Regions from separate parts of the Triticum aestivum genome. Here region 1 is linked to region 2. Evidence: chromatin contacts called from public Hi-C data. All regions are on one chromosome and are shown on one strand. Each heading gives the region's core, a stretch centred on a gene start, on an enhancer-like site or on the middle of the called end of the contact. The rest is flanking DNA. Distances are from core to core; before and after follow the strand shown. Region 1 has its middle 8.3 kb from the start of LOC123152055. Region 2 holds the start of LOC123148044 (probable xyloglucan endotransglucosylase/hydrolase protein 32).

The links. Hi-C and Micro-C count contacts between places; a contact is called where the count stands out from the background.
Region 1: a contact with region 2 is called in a Hi-C map of leaf, with 6 times the contacts expected there. The contact joins the enhancer-like site here to the promoter of LOC123148044 in region 2. A contact is called at or near these places in 3 of 5 Hi-C or Micro-C datasets (leaf and root).

The regions. Positions count from the first base shown.
Region 1 is chr7A:541,629,346-541,634,578 of IWGSC CS RefSeq v2.1, forward strand. No RefSeq gene overlaps it. Among protein-coding and RNA genes, the nearest start is that of LOC123152055, 8.3 kb to the right of the region's middle. Within about 2 kb of position 3,631, at least 6 of the 8 cell types and tissues checked have an H3K27ac peak or open chromatin away from gene starts, as enhancers often do. A contact at or near this core is called in leaf, where this site is marked.
Region 2 is chr7A:541,518,610-541,523,941 of IWGSC CS RefSeq v2.1, forward strand. It overlaps LOC123148044 (probable xyloglucan endotransglucosylase/hydrolase protein 32), which reads right to left and starts at 2,870. Exons shown (of 3, transcript XM_044567400.1): 1 at 2,552-2,870; 2 at 1,989-2,089; 3 at 902-1,904. The coding sequence starts at 2,765. The coding sequence ends at 1,329.

The sequences.
Region 1 (5,233 bases), core at 2,381-4,880, 110 kb after region 2:
ATACCAAAAAAGGAGTGCCAAATCCAGAGGTCCTGTGTGGCCACCGCCTCAAGTACCACACTGCAACCGCCTTTGGCTCCTTTGTACATCCCCTGCCAAGTAAATGGGCAATTCTTCCATTTTCAATGCATGCAGTCGATGCTTCCAAGCATCCCAGGAAATCCTCTTGCTGCATTCTGTGCTAGGATCCGAGCAGTGTCTTCCGCATTGGGTGTTCTCAAGTATTGTGGTTCAAACACTGCCACCACTGCCCGACAAAACTTGTAGAAACACTCTATGCTGTTGGACTCGGCCATGCGCCCATAGTCGTCAAGTGAATCACCGGGAACTCCGTATGCAAGCATCATCATCGTTGTCATGCACTTCTGGATCGAGGTGAATCCAAGTTTGCCGGTGCAATCCATTTGCACTTGAAGTAGTTGTCGAACTCCCGGATGGAATTCACAATCCTGAGGAAGAGCTTTCGGCTCATCCGATAACGGCGCCAAAATGTTTTGTCGCCGTGAAGTGGAGCATCGGCGAAGTAGTCGGAGTAGAGGATGGAGTAGCCTTCGAGACGATGCCGGTTCTTTGCTTTCACCCGCCCCGGTGCCAAGCCACCTCGCCGCGGCTTTTCATTGCTTGCGAGCAGCTGGGCGAGGGCGGCGAGCACCATGAGATGCTCTTCTTCCTGGAAGTCGGTCTCGGCTTCCCCCTCCAGCAGCGCGGTGAGCGCTTCCTCGTCATCCGAGTCCATCGTCGAGGCAGGCAAATCGCCGAACACCTTGCACCCGGTGGGCGTGCAACCACCGCTAAACTGCCCCTCTGCGGCCGGAAACGCCCAACTGCTGTTGGAGGGGCTGTTGCGGCGAACCTTTACTATTTTTCCGGCGGGGAATGGCTATCTAGCGGTGAAGGGCGGCGGGCGGCGCTAGGATATCGCTAGTGGCGGCCGAGGGCGTGGGGGGTGGGAGGTGAGTCGGGGAAGAAAATCTTGACTTTTCACGTGACGGTGTGGGCCAGCCGCGCTTTTCCTCTGCGCCGGAGCCCCCGATGGCCCCCTAGTGCGCTGGGTTCAGCCTACGAGCGCCGGGCGGAAAAAAGGGCCGAACTGACGCTTTTTGTCGTTCTGAAAACGTGACTCGAGCATTTTTTTTAGCGCCGACGCCGAAAAAATGACTCGAAGGAGTCTCTTGGGGGTGCGGCTGAAGATGCTCTTATGTAGCGGTGTTGTACCACCCGGGACCGGGATATTCATATATCGTCCGTGCTTCCGTTTCTTGAGTGAAGGTGCGTGAGACAGCTTTGGGACTCGCCATTAAGTGATCCTTCTGCGTACGTGGCTGGAGTTACTCATCTGTTAGTCTCCTCTCCACTTCCAAACGCGCCGGTGAGCCCATGCTACGCGTTTTCGTCAGTTTTTATTTGTTTTGCATCATCACTACTACTTGTGGAAGGAGCAGTCAAACAGAGGCAGCACAGCACTGCTAGCGGCAATAATTGAAAATAGGGTTTTGGAGTGGTAATTCATAGCTCGTCAATCATCATGCGTCCAGGCCAGGGAATAGCCGGTGTCGGCATCATTGGAAGAACTGGCTTTTGGAGAAGGTGTGGTGTGTGTGGTCTCAAAGCGCATGCGTACCATGTTAGGGCTACGCCTACGGGACGCCTGTCGCTGTTGGGTCCGGTACGTGGATTAGTCGTCACTGGTAGCTAATTGCATGCCTGAATCCCGGCAAAACGAGTCAAAGCAGAGCACATCACACATATACGGGCAGAAAAGAAGTTGTTTTATTAGAGCAACAGCGGGCCGACCCAAACGGGCGGCGTATTTGTTCGCTTTTTGTTTTTTTGGATCGGCCGCCCACCCGGCGTCCGTTCAGTTTTGCATTTGGGTCGAAAATGCTCCCAATGCGCCGACCCATTTCACGTCTGCATCAATTTTCTTTTTAAAAAGGTTCGCGGCCGGTCATGTCAGCGGCCATGTCTCATCATGCCGGCACCATGCCAGCGTCGACATACAATGCCGGCTTCAGAAAATATCACCACAGTTAATGCTGGTGCATTTGCCAGCACACAGAAAGGGTGAGACTTGAGTAGTGGGGCGGGAGCGTGCGGGCGGGACGTTTTTGAGGAAAATGGGGGGAATGGTGGCTCCTACCACCGACCGGCGGGCCCGGAAAGAGGAGTAGGCGCACGCGCATACGTCTCGTATCCGCGCCGACGCAAATCCGGCTCGACAATGGGGGGCCGGCAGGCGGACAGGAAGCGGACGCGCGTCCGTTTGGGTCGGCGCATTGGGCCGACTTTTGTGTCTATGCCGACCCAAACGAACGCCAGTGGACGAAACGGGTCGCCCCATTGAAGTTGCTCTTATTATCCATTAAGGGATTAGTCCTTTAACAAAATGATACTTTCTCTGTTTACTTTTATAAGTCCTGAAGATATTGTAGATAACATGTAAATCAGTCTATTTTCAGTTGTATGGAACGACTTATATAAAAATGAATGAGGGAGTAATTTCAGATTATTTCAAAGGACATATTTTCCTCTCGGTGGAAGGAGTGTCAACTCCCTCGTGAAAACACTCTGGCAATGCCTTTACTTTGTCCAGGGAATCTCACTCGCATTACGTACGCATTGCTTGTGGTCGACGTCACCAAGTTGCAACAACACAACAACCACTCCCCATTTGGGGTCGTACGGCGCATTTCGCAATGAACACCCAATATTATCTGCGTTGCACGCGAGGATACGCCAGACATCCCACATGCACCGGCGCGTCGGTGCGTACGTACGTGGCCCATCGGAGGAGCAATACAACACGAGATAAGCAGAATCCAACTGGAAAGCTAGATCGAAATAGCCAAAGAAACAATTAATCATACATGTACCACTACCCTTACGTACAGCATATGGGTGCATAGAAGTTATGTGCATCTACCAAACCGGGGCCCCACTTGAATGAACTAAAGAAATGCGGCACAGTGTGTGTGAGCTTTAGCACAGTGTGTGTATGCATGGACATGGACTGTACACGTGAGGCCAAGTCCAACATTTCCGCCAAATACTGATCCCTGCAAAAAAACAAAAAAAAAAACAATCTTTCCTCCTTCCCCAAGGCCTCGCGGCCAAACACATGCACAATTTGGCACGGCCTCTGCTCATATGGACCCTTGAAAGTTTAGAAAGAAGCAGAATATAGCTAAAGTGTGACTTGAATCGAACACTCATCTAAGATGATCAGATTTGCTTAATCTTAGGTGTTGTAACCTTTGGCAAAGTTAGTCACAAACCAAACAACTCCTTCACACTCCATACACACGGTACATGTTTGCCCTAGAGTCAGAGCAGGAAAAAGTGTGCTTTTCCATGGCAAGTGCAGCTTGTTTGTGCCGAGATAATTGCCCTAAACTGAGCCTCGTCCTGTGCTCCCATACGTGCTTTCCGTGCGTGCATGCATGTGAGGTGTTTTGGCGTTACTCCTGCGACCATCGAGATGGATCGCTTTCATACTGTCGGTTGACGCTTGCCCGCTCTGATTATTCGGAGCATGCAATGATTGTTAATTCCTTGTGTGGATCAGCTTCCACAGACAACCCGCCATGTTCTCTGAGCTCGGAATTGCGACTCCCGGGCGTGTACACACTGACGTCGACCCCCGCCGATGGAGCATGCATGTTCGGGCCTCTGCGTAGAGCGGACCGTATCTTTCAACAGTGTACAATTATTAGTGCGGAATTGGAGATAGGAGGAGGAGTATGATTTTGTGCAGTACTCGACCGACCACAATGGACGTAATCAGGAGCCTGTCGCAGCGCACTATTTACATGATTCGTCGCTTGAGCTCTTGGGCTCTGTGCTGATCTTTCACCGTTCGGGTGAAATTTTTACACGCTGAATCTGAGGCTAGTCATCTTCGGGAGTAACCTAGAGCCGGATGCCCCGACCCCTTCTCAAACATCTAGGCAGTCTGTTCGGCCACTGACCGGTCACGAAATTTTGATTCAGACGAACATCTTAAACAGGCCTCAAACGTCTGGATTGACCGACATCCCTCATATCCAGCCTAAATATAGGACGGATATAAGGCGTTTGGGCGCACACGCACGCATCCGTCACGTCGAACTGGTCAATGCGGGCCCACATGACCCTACATATATTCATCCCCATCCACTCGCGGGCCAAACCTTAGCCACTTCACTCGCCTCTTCCTTCCATTCCCTCCGTCACTCGAGCTCACCCGCGGTGATTTTTCGCCATCTTCGGCATGGCGTGCAGCGGATCTGACTCTGACCAATTCGGATCCGTCGACTTACGTGTCATCTTGTGCGGGGTGGAGGAGGCAATGTCGGTCCGTATTGCACTCTGCCGCTGCCAGCAGGACAGCGCCAGGCCGACGGACGGATATGTCCGGCGTGATTCCATAGCGTCGGCTCAACGGGAGCTCGGGTCCTCTAGGGCTGGATCATCGCGGTCCCGGTAGTCGGAAAATCTCTCCTTCCCCATCACCGGTCGGGCAGACTTTGAGTCTCACCGGGAACGGGCAACTCGTCGTGGGAAGGAGAGGATAAGGGCCGCCGACGCCGGTATCATGGTGGAAATGGCGGCAGCAGAGGTGGCTGATGCGGCAGCACAGGCGACCGCAGAGGAGGAAGCCATCAGCGCCCGCATTGTGAAGAAACAACAGAGGAAGAACACGTGCGCCCTCACCCGAAGCAGAATCGGGCAGTCCGTGCCATGGCCGGACTGCCACCGAAGGAGTAGCAGGAGGAATGCGACGACAAGGACAGCTCCGGCGACGAGCAGACCCGACTCGATCCCTACTGCGTCTTCAACCGGTACTTCCATGAGAATGACGACAAGGGTGTTGGGAAGGGCAAGGGCAGCCCTGGATGATCTCCATCATAACCAAGCATGCCAAATTTGGGTAGTCCGATGGCATGGTCATAGTGATGGAGTAGTTGGATGATGTGTGTAACGCATCGACGTAGTTGCATTGCATGAGTTTATATGAATTTGAGATATGATAATTGATGTGCCTGGATGTGGATTGCATTATTTGAGGCGTGACCGGTCAGTGTCGGCGGACGCGCCAACGGCTGTAGATGCTCTTAGGGTAACTCTAATGCCGGGACGCATTTCGTTTGCTCGCGTTCGTTTGGGTCTGCGCAGACAGAAGCCCGCGGTGACACATTTGATCATTTTGTCTGTTTCGTGTCTGTGTAGATGCAAATCCGCCTCAAATTTGGGA
Region 2 (5,332 bases), core at 1,620-4,119:
TCGGTCAGCTTCATTGAAACCCGTGCACGCTGCGAGCCACCACTCCGTGAACTCATCCGCCTCTAGTGGCCCTTGCACGTTAATCTGAAGAAGGCCGAACACTCCGTGCCACACTTCCTGGGCATAGGTGCAGTTTGCCAGGATGTGTTCCACATTATCCTCCGCCTGCAAGCACGTATAGCAGGCCGACGGTTGGCCTTGTAGCCCGTGCCTGGCTCTCCTGTCCGACATCCACAATCTGTTCTGTAAGGCAAGCCAGACGAATAGCTTGCATTTGAGCGGTGCCCAGCTTCTCCAAGTGCAATCCGCAGTGGGCGATCTGGTCAGCTCGGAGCAGAGGTAGTGATAGACCGATTTGGCCGAGTAGGAGCCCGTCGTCGTGAGTGGCCAAGTGAAACTATCTGGTTGATCCGGATCCCTCACCACCGTGTTAATCGCATGACCAAGATGCATGAGCTGTATGAGGGCCGTCAAGGAGGTGTTTGCCTCAAAGTCATGTGTCCAGCTCGCGTCATCGAGTGCCTGATGCATCGTGCGTCTATTTGCCGTCCTGGCCGGGACCAAGGCGACCACTAATGGTGCAATGTCCGCTGCCGCCACTCCATGAATCCACCCGTCCTTCCAGAAAAGCACCCACTCGCCCGACCCTACTCTGGTATTGACCAACGCATCAAACACCTCTTTAGCATCATCATCCTTCATCAAAGGCAGTCCTTGCCATGGGCGTTGGGCATCGGTCCTCTTGAGCCATTTCCATCTTACTCTGAGCGCAATTGCCTGCCATTTCAGGACAAAGTCATAATGTGATTGCTTGTCTTTGACGAATCGACATACACCTCAGATTATTCTAACGCCTGTCCGCGCCTACACGCGCCGGCCTCGGCCTCGATCAAGCCATGTCTTGAAGCAATAGTATACATAAATCACAAATATGGAGAACATATTAGAGTACTCTGCATTACAGTGGGCATGAATGATAGTATGCCATGAATCATGCGCCTTTGCCCCTTCGGGGCATACATACATGTGAAACGAAAAGTAGGCACCAACCAAAACGAAAGAGATGGAAAGACACGGGACCCTTTTTGGCAATATGCCAACGACCAACGCCTCAACCACCGGCCTAGCTCATGCTCAGCCACACGCAGGCAGGCAGCAGCGGTAGGGCAGCCACACCCTTTACTCTCTGAGATCCAAACCAAAAAGAAGAAGCAAAGTGTAGGTAGGAGGAGCTCGCGGTAGGAGCGCCGTAGTATAGCAAGCAAACACACGACGAAATTAACCAAGGCACGCGCGCCACCGTCCGTTCCGTTCACGGGCTCCATCCCTCAGCACTCCGGCGTGAGCGAGCGGTCCCTCCGGAAGTCCTGGCAGTAGTAGTAGACCATGTGGCGCTGCTGCGCCCACCGCATCGCCGCGTACTGCTGCCGCGTGAGCCCCGTGCCGGCGGGGGACGCCCGGGCCGGGCGGCACGAGGGCGGGGCGCCGGCCCCGCACCCAGCGACCACGAAGCGGTCGAAGCGCGCCACGAACGGCTGGTAGCTGTAGTCGGCCCGGTGCCGGCCGTCGTCGGTGGCCCAGTCGGAGGCGTCCCAGATGGAGCCGTACGCCCACATGGGGCGGTCCGGGAAGGTGAGCTCCGTCTTGCGCTCGTACCGCCGGACGGGCACGTCGTCCACGAAGAAGGTGATGGCGTCCGGGTTCCAGAGGATGGCGTAGGTGTGGAAGCCGGCGGTGGGGTCGAACCAGAGGTGGAACCGCATCTCCCGCCCGATGATCCGCCCGTCACCGCTGCCGCGGACGTACACGTTGGTCTGCAGCGTGTAGGGCTCGCCGGGGATGGTGCCCAGGAACTCCATGTCGATCTCGTCGTGGAACCCGGGGTGCGCCTCGTTGTTGGACAGCTGCGCGCGCGTATCAGTTAACCTGTTACTGCCAGTACTAATCAACGTTGCATTATCTAGAGAATATATGTGTATGGTGCTTACGTAGAAGGCGGTGTTGGTGCCGGCGGTGTAGCCGGCGGGGAGCTTGATGCGGGTGGCGAAGTAGCCGTTCCTGTACGCATGCTTCGACTTGAACCCGCTACCTGCATAGATCAGATCAGATGTGAGGCGAGGGAATGTTCACCAACATAATCAAGCAGCAGCAAATCAATCCCTCCATAGATCAGCATAAGAGTAGACAACAGTGATCTATCACTGCTGCCACGTCCGTGGTGGCCCAAACCGCACTGTGCTTATCGCCGTGCGATGCACAGGCCGGGGGCTCCTCCATTACCAAAAGGGAAAACGCACTGTGCCCGTGCTTCAGATTCGACACAGGTGACACCGACGATTCAACGTGGCGCTAGTGACGTCTCTTTCGCTACAGCACGGGCCTGAACAGTGAATTCACGTACTAGTACGTGCGTCGGTGACACTGTTGCCAAAAAAACAAGAGCCAAATATACATGCATGCATGCACCTAAACTATACTACTGGTTGAATTTTAAAAACAATTGGCAGTCTTTCCAGAGATGCGCAAAGAAGAAGAAAAAAATTGCACGTACCGCAGGTCTTGTCGAGCCAGATGGTGATGGCCGAATGGTCGCCGGAGAGCGTCTGGTGCTGCGGGCCCCACTTGTTGCTGTACGCGCGGTTGAACACCACCGGCCTGAACCTCGAGCTCGGGTAGTAGCCGGGGGAGGGCTGCGCGTCGGAGGAGGCCACCGCCATTGCCAGGAGCAGCAGCGCCATGGCCGGGAGCAAGGAGGCGCTGGCCATTGTTGCTCCGCGGAGCTGGCTGGCTAGAGCTAGGTGCTCCCTCCTGGTGAGAGGAGAGAGAGAGAGTACACTTGGTAGCTAAGCGAGCTGCTTTGGGGAGAGTGTATGTCCGTGTTGAGACAATATATAGGAGGAGAACAGAGAAAGGAAGCGACCAAGTTGGCCCACTCACACGAGAGGGAGTTGGGTAGTGATGAGGCAGCGTGAGTAAATGATAAATGTGCGGATGCAGGTGGATCCATGGAAGATGAAGGGAAGCACCCTCTAGGTACCCACCACATCTTCTCACCTCAGTTTCACCTGACCTGCCGGCGAAGGATGCTGCCTTTGGCAAGTGCCAAGTACCTAGAGCCAAAGTGCTTGCATGCAAGGGTAATTTCAACGCTGTGCGGCCATGGAACACGGTGCACCAAATGTCCGCTCGTGTTCATTTCCTATATCTGAAGCACTCAAAATAGTTTAAGATAAATATCAACATTCATCCCTAATCATGTTGTGTAAATATTTCAATGCACAATAATTTAAATATAAATATTACAATTCACACATGAAGTTTTCCAGTAAAATAGTTCAATTTTGAATCAACTTATCCGGACATGTTTTTTAGCTCTCCCTCGAAGTGCCCACAAATACTCAACCAGATCATTCTGAAGTTGTTCATGAGTTGCTCGATGGTTATTTGTTGATATTTGGAAGAAAAAAAAATCCTCAAACGTCACCGGATTCTTCTCTGAAAGTTAGATAGGATCACCCATTTGCTCAAATTCCTAACCGTGGCAAACTCCGTCATCCTCATCCTCCACAATCATGGTGGGCATTAACACACAAGCTGCCATCAGCTCGTAGAACATCTGTGCACCTCATACTTTTGTAGGTCCATGAACAATCAAAAATGGGCTTGAAGCACTCCAAATGCCCTCCCGACGTCCTTTCTAACTCCTTGTCTTTGAAAAAAAAGAGAGATCTTTTCTCACCTCTTGGATCAGATATGGTCTTGACGAAGGTCGGCAACGTAGGATAAATACCATCACAAAGATAAATAGCTTATGTTTTAGTCATGACCATCAATGGTATAGTTGCACTGAGGAGCTTCTCCCGCACACACCATGCAAACAATGAAGACCACTATAGCAGGTTGATGTCATTGTGAGACCTGTTGGGGAACGTTGCATGGAAAACAAAAAAAATCTACGCACACGCAAGATCTATCCATGGAGATGCATAGCTACGAGAGGGGAGAGCATCTACATACCCTTGTATATCACTAAGCGGAAGCGTTTATCAATGCGGTTGATGTAGTCGTACACCTTCATGACCCGTCCCGATCAAGCACCGAACGTACGTCACCTCCGCGTTTAGCACACGTTCAGCTCGATGATGTCCTCGACTTCTCGATCCAGCAAGAGAGACGAAGTAGTAGATGAGTTCCGGCAGCACGCCGATGTGGTGAGGATAGTGGTGAAACTTTTCCGCAGGGCTTTGTCAAGCACAACAGTTTAGAGTGGAGGACGAACTAGAGGGGGAGGGGGCACCGACACACGGCTTGGGGATTCGTGGTGTGTGGCGTCCCCTCCCCTCCTCTCATATATATAGGTGGAGGGAAAGGAGAGGTAGCCCTAGGGCGTGCCCCAAGGGGCCGGCGGCTGCCCTAGGTGCCTGCCTAGGCGCCCCCACCCCCTCTTCCATATTTGGTGCATGGGGGAAGGAAAGGGGGCCGGCTGCCCTAGGGTGCCCCTCCTTCCTTCTGGCGCGCGGGTAAGGGAGGTGGAGCGCGCCCAGGCCCCTTGTGGGTTGGTGCGTCTCCCTCCTTGGCCCATGAGGCCCACCAAGTAGGTATAACCTACCAGAACCCCTTCCTGCACTTCGATGGTAATCCGGTGCATTCTGAAACCTTTCCGAAACCCGAATACCTTCATCCTATATATCAATCTTTACCCCCGGACCATTCCGAAGCTCCTCGTCATGTCTGTGATCTCATCTGGAACTCCGAACAGCATTCGGTCACCAACATACATAACTCATATATAGTACCATATCGTTAAGTGTGCGGACCCTACGGGTTGGAGAATGATGTAGACATGACCGAGACGCTTCTCCGGTCAATAGCCAATAGTGGTACCTGGATGCCCATATTGGTTCCTACATATTCTATGAAGATCTTTATCGGTCAAACCTTTATGACAACGTACGTAGTTCCCTTTGTCTGTCGGTATGTTACTTGCCCAAGATTCGATCGTCAGTATCTGCATACCTAGTTCAATCTCGTTACCGGCAAGTCTCTTTACTCATTCCATAATACATCATCTTTTAACTAACTCCTTAGTCACTTTGCTTGCAAGTTTCTTGTGATGATGTATTACCGAGAGGGACCAGAGATACCTCTTCGTCATACGGATTGACAAATCCCAATCTCGATTCACGCCAACCCAACAGATACCTTCGGAGATACCTGTTGAGCACCTATATGATCACCCAGTTACGAAGTGATGTTTGATAGCACACAAGGTATTCCTTCAGTATCCGGGAGTTGCATGATTTCATGGTCGAAGGAATATGTATTTGACATT